Regions from separate parts of the Mus musculus genome. Here regions 1 and 3 are each linked to region 2. The links are chromatin contacts, called in public ChIA-PET and HiChIP or PLAC-seq maps. All regions are on one chromosome and are shown on one strand. The core of a region is the stretch at or near the end of the contact, and the rest is flanking DNA. Distances in the headings are between cores, read along the strand shown. Region 1 holds the start of Coa5 (cytochrome C oxidase assembly factor 5). Region 2 holds the start of Zap70 (zeta-chain (TCR) associated protein kinase). Region 3 overlaps Inpp4a (inositol polyphosphate-4-phosphatase, type I).

What was found. ChIA-PET counts read pairs in DNA pulled down with a chosen protein or histone mark. HiChIP or PLAC-seq counts read pairs in DNA pulled down with a chosen protein or histone mark.
Region 1: a contact with region 2 is called in an RNA polymerase II ChIA-PET map of memory CD8 T cells, with 171 read pairs. The contact joins the promoter of Coa5 here to the promoter of Zap70 in region 2. A contact is called at or near these places in 6 of 39 promoter capture datasets (the C10 cell line, the SN4741 cell line, embryonic stem cells and 2 more), 2 of 484 Hi-C or Micro-C datasets (CD4 T cells and embryonic stem cells), 15 of 115 datasets of contacts at active chromatin or transcription factors (DN3 thymocytes, bone marrow-derived macrophages, effector CD8 T cells and 6 more) and 3 of 9 other capture datasets (adipose tissue, embryonic stem cells and pancreatic islet).
Region 3: a contact with region 2 is called in an H3K27ac HiChIP or PLAC-seq map of regulatory T cell precursor, with 5 times the contacts expected there. The contact joins the enhancer-like site here to the promoter of Zap70 in region 2. A contact is called at or near these places in 5 of 39 promoter capture datasets (the 3T3-L1 cell line, embryonic stem cells, frontonasal cranial neural crest and 2 more), 2 of 484 Hi-C or Micro-C datasets (CD4 T cells and regulatory T cells), 13 of 115 datasets of contacts at active chromatin or transcription factors (DN3 thymocytes, SST interneurons, T-cell acute lymphoblastic leukemia and 9 more) and 2 of 9 other capture datasets (liver and pancreatic islet).

The regions. Positions count from the first base shown.
Region 1 is chr1:37,428,781-37,431,480 of GRCm38.p6, forward strand. Coa5 (cytochrome C oxidase assembly factor 5) reads right to left here and starts at 1,323. Exons shown (of 3, transcript NM_198006.4): 1 at 1,089-1,323. The coding sequence starts at 1,187. Unc50 (unc-50 homolog) reads left to right here and starts at 1,359. Exons shown (of 6, transcript NM_026123.4): 1 at 1,359-1,713; 2 at 2,513-2,700. The coding sequence starts at 2,517.
Region 2 is chr1:36,760,523-36,763,222 of GRCm38.p6, forward strand. Zap70 (zeta-chain (TCR) associated protein kinase) reads left to right here and starts at 1,276. Exons shown (of 13, transcript NM_009539.3): 1 at 1,276-1,420.
Region 3 is chr1:37,316,069-37,318,768 of GRCm38.p6, forward strand. All of the region lies in intron 1 of Inpp4a (inositol polyphosphate-4-phosphatase, type I), which reads left to right. The region is part of intron 2 of 4930439A04Rik (a long non-coding RNA gene); the gene reads right to left. Among named protein-coding and RNA genes, the nearest start is that of 4930439A04Rik, 17 kb to the right of the region's middle. Within about 2 kb of position 1,268, at least 63 of the 459 cell types and tissues checked have an H3K27ac peak or open chromatin away from gene starts, as enhancers often do. A contact at or near this core is called in T-cell acute lymphoblastic leukemia, bone marrow-derived macrophages, effector CD8 T cells and 4 more, where this site is marked.

The sequences.
Region 1 (2,700 bases), core at 73-2,572, 670 kb after region 2:
AGTGCTCTTAACCACTGAGCCATCTATTTTCCAGCCCCCAGAGCCTAAGATTTTTAGGACATATCGTCAATGTTTGTATAAGCCTTCCTATGGATGAGAACCATGAATTGGATGTGTTAAAATAAAGACCTTTTAGTGTTAGTACTAAACTCTGTATATAAATGTTAATAGGGAGGGGCTGGCAAAGTGGCTAAGTAAAGAAAATGCTTGCTGTGCATGAGAGCTCCCAGTTCAGCACCCACATAAAGAGCTGGGCATGGTGGCAGAAGTCGTTTATCCCAGAATGGGAGTGGAGCCAAGCAGATCTGGTTAGGCTAGCCAATTAGGTCCACTGACATGCTATCTCAAGTAATAAGGTGGAGGGGCTGGAGAGATGAGTCAGCGGGCAAGAGGCCTTGCTCTTCTGAGGTCAAGGTCAGTAATGGGAAAACCATACTGAGTTCCCTCTGGAAGTTTCAACTTTTCTGGTTTTCCAAGAGTCATAAAATCTTAAGAAGTCTATTTTTGAGAAAGTTCTGAACCTTCTCCCCACTCCCCTTTCTCCTCACTATCCCCCACTGGAAGGTACGTTGTGATCATCTGAGTTCATACCCTACGTTTCTCTGAGCCCTTCTCATTCCTCGCCTGTTTCCCAAGGCAGCACATAGTATAAAGGCTTATGTTGAATTCCTCCCAGAATGCAATGCTATAGGTTTAAGATAGGTTAAAGATCGGCAGAGAGAAACTATGGCACACCATGAGATACTTCCATATTCTAGAAGCCAAGGAACCAAAACTCTCCACCACAGATCAAGTAGCCATGCGGCGCAGGCACAGGCCTTGGCAGCTGCCCTTAGAGTGGGAGTCTCTGGTGGCGCGTGCCAGCACTCAGGGATCGCTTCCTGAACAGAGCTGGCTGAAGGTTTACAAAATCCTTAGGTGGGTAGTAAGTTATCTCCCACTTAACACCAGTAAGAACTGGGGATGCGAGCTCAAGAGACCTGTCCAAAGTCAGGAGCGGACGCGCGACCTCTACCCTCGACGTGACCTCCCCTCGCAGGCCATCATGGAGCCAGTCTTGACTGAGCTCTGCCACCCAGATCCGCTACCTGGAGCACACAGGCAGACTGCAGCAGACATGCACCCAGATCCTCCTTCACGCCCGCACACGCGCCGCCCTCCGGCTTGTCCTCATAATACCGGGGCATGGCGGGGACCCACCGCCCTCACCACACTGGATCACGGCCCTCGGTCACCCCGCACGGCCCGGAAGGGCGTGGGACACGCCCACTGGCAAGCTACCGGCGAGGGTGGGAGAAAGTCTCAACAACTTCCGCCAGGAGTGCGACTCTTCAGGGTATGCGCACGCGTGGCGGAAGTGCGTGTCCGTAACGTAAATACAGAGCGCCGCAAGTGCGGGCTACGTAGCGGGAAGGGAAGTGGCCCCAGCGGCGGCTGGGCTCGGCTGCCCTGGGAAGGTGGCGGTAGTCCCGGGCCCAGGACGAGGCCTCGAGGGCCTTCAGGTGCGGCCTGCTCTGTGTGCGCAGGGTGGCGTTCGTGCCGTCGGCCGTTTCCACGGTTAGCTCGCGACCTGGCGTCTCAGCGGCTGGGCGAGGGACCGGCCGGCGCCCGGCAGCTCGAGTCCTAGGCCCGCCGTGGAGCTGCTGGGTAAAACCAAAGACAGCCGCTTACGTGGGAATCGCAGGATTAGAGCCGTTTTTCTATTCTAAGCAGGTCTGAAATTTTGCAAGGAGACACACACCCTGAAACCTTGTCGTTGCTTGTTCTTAAGTCAAATGTCACTGGGCCGTTTGTATTTTTAGTTGACAGAGGCTTGGGGTAATGGAGACCTGCTGGCGGGGCGGGGCGCCGCGCCGCGCCGCGGAGGGCAGGTAGGCTGGGCGGTGACCAGCAGTCATTTAGCTTCGGACTAGTTGGACTGGCCCCTTCGCGCTGTTATTCCTCCTACCCAGCCATCCTAGGAGTAAAACCATCAAGGAGTGTAATTTTTATTGTCACATTCTGAATAACCAGGGACTTGCTGGCCATCGCCGATGGACTTGTACAAATAAACTGTGTGTCTTACTTTTTCAGTAACCTTGCTTTTAGATTAAACTTTTTGTTTGTTTTAAATCTTGGTCATTACAAACACGGAATTTTGAACCAGTGTTCGGTCATTGTCCCGTGTTAATGAGGACGTCATTGCACACCCCCTTGTGCTGCTTTTTCCTTGGCCTCCATTATCAGTAGTGAGCTACTGCAGCTGTCAAAGGCTTGATTGAGGTGAAGGTTGGGAAACCATCGACTGAAGTTAAGTGCTTGTTTCAGGTGATACAGGAGTTTGTGGTACTGCCTTGATGGCATTACCCTTGGCCAGCCCCTAGACAAGCCCCAGAACCAACTCTATAGCTTCTGGCCCCTAATCCTTTCTGAAGGTGGCAAGAGAAAACGTCATAGCGCTGACGAGGAGTTCTAGTAGCCAAATAATTACATTTAAGATTACATCTAAGAGAAATGTTCTCATTCCATCTAGGAAGATGCTACCAAGTACTTCCTTGAGTTCTTCGATGCACGGGAATGGAGTATTAAATTCCAGGGATGCAGCAAGGCACACGGCTGGAGCAAAACGCTACAAGTACCTCAGAAGGCTCTTTCGATTTCGGCAGATGGACTTTGAGTTTGCTGCATGGCAGATGCTCTACCTGTTTACCTCTCCTCAGA
Region 2 (2,700 bases), core at 26-2,525:
CCACCAGACGCGCTGAGTTCCCTAGCATCCGGTAGCCCTTCCCTCTGAAGTTCAAAGGACGTGCCTCCCTCTTGCCACCTCATGGGACAATGCTCCTATCTGTGGCGATCTGCATCCTCTCCTCAGTGAAGCAGACATACTGCGGGCTGCAGCTATGACACTGTTTCCAGTCGCAAGCTTCTGGACACGAAGTGGGACAGGAAGGGGCTTGTGGCTTGCTGAGACCAAGATGTCCCTTCTCTGAGCACTGGAGATTCCCACCTCGGAGGAGGAGAATGCCGCCCATTTCCCCCACCCCCAACCCCCATCCCCGGCCCCTGATGCTTTCAAGTAACTGGTGTGGCTCCCAGAGACCTTGGGGCAATGCACATTTCTAGTATGATCTAGATATGTGAAGTGGTCAAGGTGGTAGACCCTTGTGGGGCTGGACTAGAGTGTATGAGTGTCGGGGGACCCCGCCTACTTGTCCCAGCTCCAGAGCCAGTTCTTCCCAGAGCTCCTGTAGAATAACCCTGCCATCGTGGCTTTTTCTAGGTGAACACCAGCCTAGCTCTGGAGTCCCAGTGGGCTCACCCCTCCCTCACCCCAGCTTTAGAGCTTTAGAGCCTGCCTCTAGGGTTCCGGCAGAGGCCTGCCCCTGGATGCTTCCAAGAAATTGGGCACTGTACTGTCTAGATTTATATCAACTTGACACGTATTATAGTTATCTGAGAGGAAACCTCAATTGAGAAAACGCTTCTATAAGGTTGCGTTGTGGGCGTCTGATGGTGGGTGGAGCCATTCCCAGGCTGGTGGTCGTGGGTTCTAGAAGAAATCAGGCTGAGCAAGCCAGTAAGCAGCAGCCCTCCATGGCCTTCGCATCAGTTCCTGCCTCCAGCTTCCTGCTCTGTTTGAGTTCCTGCTCCAACATACTTCGATAATTAGCTGTGGAAGTATAAGCCAGGTAGACCCATTCCTCCCGAACTTGCTTTGGTCACTGTGTTAATCACAGTAATAGCAACCTTATCTAGGACAGGAACACATTGGGGACCCCTCCTTTCCAGAACTTGCCCTTCCCCCAACACTCCAGGTGCCCCCCTCAGGTGGGGGCTCACTGTGGGAAGCAGCCTTTGCCCCAATCCCTGGCTGCTACAATCCCCACCTTCCTCTTGTGTTCCCGACACCCTGCGGCTGGTACTGCGTGACCCCGGAAATGTGCTCTGCCCCGCCAGGAGCATGTGGCCTGTGATTTTCCTTCCACACAGCATTTTGTTGCTTTGACGTCAACTTCAAACACGGCTCTCTTTCCTGTCTTCGCATCAAGGAAATAGGCTGAGCTGCAAAGAAAGGTGCTGGTGAGAAAAAGTGCTCTGGGGACACCAGGCCTTCCGGCTGGGCCCTGCCGTACCCTGTGAGCTGTGATAGCCTCGAGGGTGTCCAGGTGAGTGGCCACCCTTTAGCCTTTGGTGGAGGGAGTGTGACTGGGTGTCACTCCCTTACTCTGATCTCTGTGTGAGGAGGGTGGGGTCCGCAGGGGCCTGAGGCTGGGCTTGGGTAGGCCCAAGTGGTAGGGACCTGAGACTTTGCAATCGGTGGAGCTAAGGGGCGCCCTTGGGGAAACAGGTCACCCGAGGGGTGCCGGTGTCTTTTTCTGGGTTCCTAGACTCCTGTTGGGTCGGCTCCTTGGCTTTAGAAAGCAGCACAGGCAGGCTGGTACAATAGGCCTGTGAGCTTGGACAACAGAATGTCAGTAGCTCTGGAGAGGGGCTCGAGTCAGGCTCCACTCGGAGTCAGGTCATGTTAAAGCAGGGGAAAGGAACTATCACTAGATCTCTGCTCCGTAGCTGTGTGCTCTTGACAGTTGTCTTGGCCTCTCTGAATCTGCATTTAAAAAACAGATACAGAGTTGGCTGCCTGTTAAATGCTTGCCTTGTTTGTTGGCCAAGAGGCTGGAAGAGGTATCTCAGACAGTGAGGCCTGGCAGAAAATAGCAGGGTTCCTGTGAACGGTCACAGTGACATTCATTGCTCTTGTCTTAGCTAGGACATCAAACACACAGTAGGTGTTTACTGAAGCCTTGCTGAAAGATTGGGGTCACCAAGTCCTAAGTTGGAAAATCGAAGGTGTCACCTGCTAAGGTTCCTCTGACAAACCCAAAGTTCACCTGACCTTCAGTTTTGCCTTTGCAACCCCCGCAGATGCTCTGGTGGGCCAGCAGCCTGGAGGGTGTTAAAGTTTACACTTTTTAGGGCCAGGGGCCTGGGTCCATTTAGATCTGCCTGCTCTTTATTGCTGTGTGACCTTGGGCAAGTCACCCCACCTCTCTGTGCTTTCACAGTTTCTGTATCTGACACCTCATTCAGTGTTCAGGGACATAGGTGCCATATAGTTAATAGGTTGTTAGGATGCTAATTGTTATCATTAGCTCTGGAGGGTCTCAGGCCCTGATCACAGATTCTGGAAACTTCCACGAGGCCTGCAGCATCTGAACCACCCTATACTGACCACCCCTGCTCAGGCCCAAGGACCACAGGAACGGGGTCATGCTGACCTAAAGCCAGCTGACGCCGCCTGTCCCCAGTGGGCACTAGTGTCTGGAGATGTTTTTGGTATTAACTTGGGCAATCCCGGCATGCAATGGGTAGATGTCAAGAATGCTGTCAAACACCCCTTCCCACGGCCCTTCCCTCACCATTCCTCTACTCTATGGGCACTGTCCTG
Region 3 (2,700 bases), core at 18-2,517, 560 kb after region 2:
TGAAGTGATAGAAGGGAACCCTGCTCTAAGCAAGTACAGACCTCCCCCCTCCAAGCCGCACGTGAAACATTGCTGACCATGAGGAAGAAGAGAACCCCTGGTATATGGGTTCTAGGATAGTGTTAACACTTAGGGCTTGCTCTGAAGAGGGATGGGTAGGCACATTGCTGGGCTTGCTGGCCAGCCTGTCCAACCTTTACTGAGCTCCTGCTTCAAACACAAAGTGCATGGCCTCTGAGGACTGATAACCAAGATTGACATGTGGCCTCCGTACTACAGGCAGGTGCATCTTCATGCATGTGTGCACCCATACACACACCCCTTCCATTTATTTGTCTGTACACTCATGTGTGCTCACACACACATACATGTACACACGCATATGCACATAGGCACGTTATAATATATAGCACTACATATGGCCAAGTCTGTCCCTCGCCTCATCCCATCTGCAGCCACAAGATCCCTTCCCTGCAGACACAAGTGCCATGTGATCTGTGAAACTCTGTATGAGACATGCTTATGTATACACTGACCACTTTTTCACACCATAGTATCACACTTCATACTTGTGTGCACTCTCCTCTCCTCATTACTGTATATCATTGAAGCATAAGGAGGTTTGCAGTCTTCTCTTTGGGTGTGCTAGGCTCTTTCCAGCCTGTACTTGCCATCAATATGTTAGCAGTTAGAGGCTGGCTTGAACCCTCTGTCTCTCCTCTAGGGCCAGAGCTCTGTAGGACTGAGTATCACTCTGGCTGCAAGGAGAGTATGGGCTTGGATTAGCACCTCTGTGTTTATTTAATCTGTGAAATGATCTGTGACTTTTTGTGTATTACAGAGGACAGCTAATAGTTGTTACTTATCAATACTAGTTACACATTTTCAAAACAGTGTCTTTTAGTTGCTACAAAGACCTTTAAAAATAACCCTGTGTCCTGAATGAACTTTGTTAGTGATGTCTTTGGCTCTGGCTTTAGGAACAGTGGCTCTGAGGGGCTTTGTTCTGCCTGTCCCCAGTGGAGCCATGTCAAGTATGTAAAGAAGGACCTCTTTTGACAGCCAGGAGCAGAATGGCCCGGCTTCCTGCAGCAGTGTTGTCTGGCTGGGCTGGTATTGACTGTGCACTCCTGGTGGCTCTGTGGGCTTCAGCAAGTATAAACTGTGTCTGAGGGCAAGGGTATCATAAGTCCACAGCAGAGCAGCATGAGGCTGCTTCAGTTCCTGCTTCAGTTCCTTCAGTTCCTGCCCTCTGAGAGCACGGCAGTTCATGACAAATGGATATGGAAAGTAGTCAGAGCAGTGTCACGGGAGCAGAGGTTTCTGTGAGGACCTTCAGGATTGAGCTGGAGGCAGTCTTGGACACACACCTACCTGCCTGTTACTCATTTGTTTAGCTGGTAGTTCTTGGGGCACATGGGAAACCACTCTTGCAATCCTTGACATACACCAGAGAACAGAACAGATAACCATCTGCAGAGAGCTTGTAGGCACCTATGAGAGTACTTCTGAGCCCCCTGTATGAGGCTTAGGGGAGACTGGAGCCATGTGGGCAAGTAGAAGCTTGACACACTTTAGAAATTAGCCCTTTGGGGTCTGCCCTGTGTAGTGCTGGTTGTGGGGACATGAAGAATATTAAGGCGTCCCTTGCTCCCAGCCACGCCTTACTCTGTGTACCCACTGTCAGCTTCCTGCCCTTGGAGTATCAGCTTTGAGTGCAAGGTCTGCACCGAGGAAACCCAGCCTTGACCCGCCAGACAAAGGGTGCAGAGATGCCAGGTGAGATGGTGGCTTTCAAGAAGGGAACAACTTTTTCTCTTGAGGTTTGAGGCTCCACCCTGGGCTTGATGTGGTAGGGCTTTTGTGGCTCTGTGAGAGACATGACCCTCAAACATTAGTCACATTGCAGCCTGAGGAAGAAGGTTGAAGCTGGGTGGCAGGATCCCTGGGACAGTCTTAATGCCTCGATCAGAGCAGGCAGCAGAAAGGCTGTCAGGATCACAAGACCTCCTCATCCTTGAAAACCCAGAGGAAGCTGAGGCTGCAGTCTGCAGGGTGGGGCGACTTGAAAACAGTGTAGGAAGTGGAATTCTTGCATGCAGTGGGTTTCAACATGTGGACTCACTCCTCAAGAGGGAAGGGGAGAGTTGGAGTGCCCAGAGCAAAGGCTAAAGAAGTCAGCAGAGGGCTGCGGAGGAGAGGGAGCTCTTCACATGAAAAGTTACTGCGGGGCGATCTGAGGGTCAAGTGCTAGTCAGTGCTATCATCTGCTTGTCAGCCTGCCACTCGCTTCTCTTACCTGGAGGGTGGGTGCGGCTGAAGGAGATGCGGCATAGCATCCCGAGATGGAGGGTCTGCTCCATGAGATCATAGCACAGTTCATCTATGAACTGTTAGAATTAATCGTAGCAGGCATGAAGACACATGACTGTGGTAAAACCATGTCCTATGGAATGAGTTGAGTCCTTAGGCAGCCTTGGGACACTCCCTTTAAAGACAGGATCAGGCTAGACAAGCCACATGAAGGAGCTTTTGTTTGTAGAGCACAGAGCTTGCTACCCAGCACAAGGCTTTGTTGGAGAGAAACTTACTTAGTCTACAGAGTGTGGCAGGGCACTCTTTACTAGGTGGGATTTCTTGAGTTTCTACCATGTGCCAAGGAGTGTATGGATTGCTTCATAGCCACTTCCTGTTGGGTTC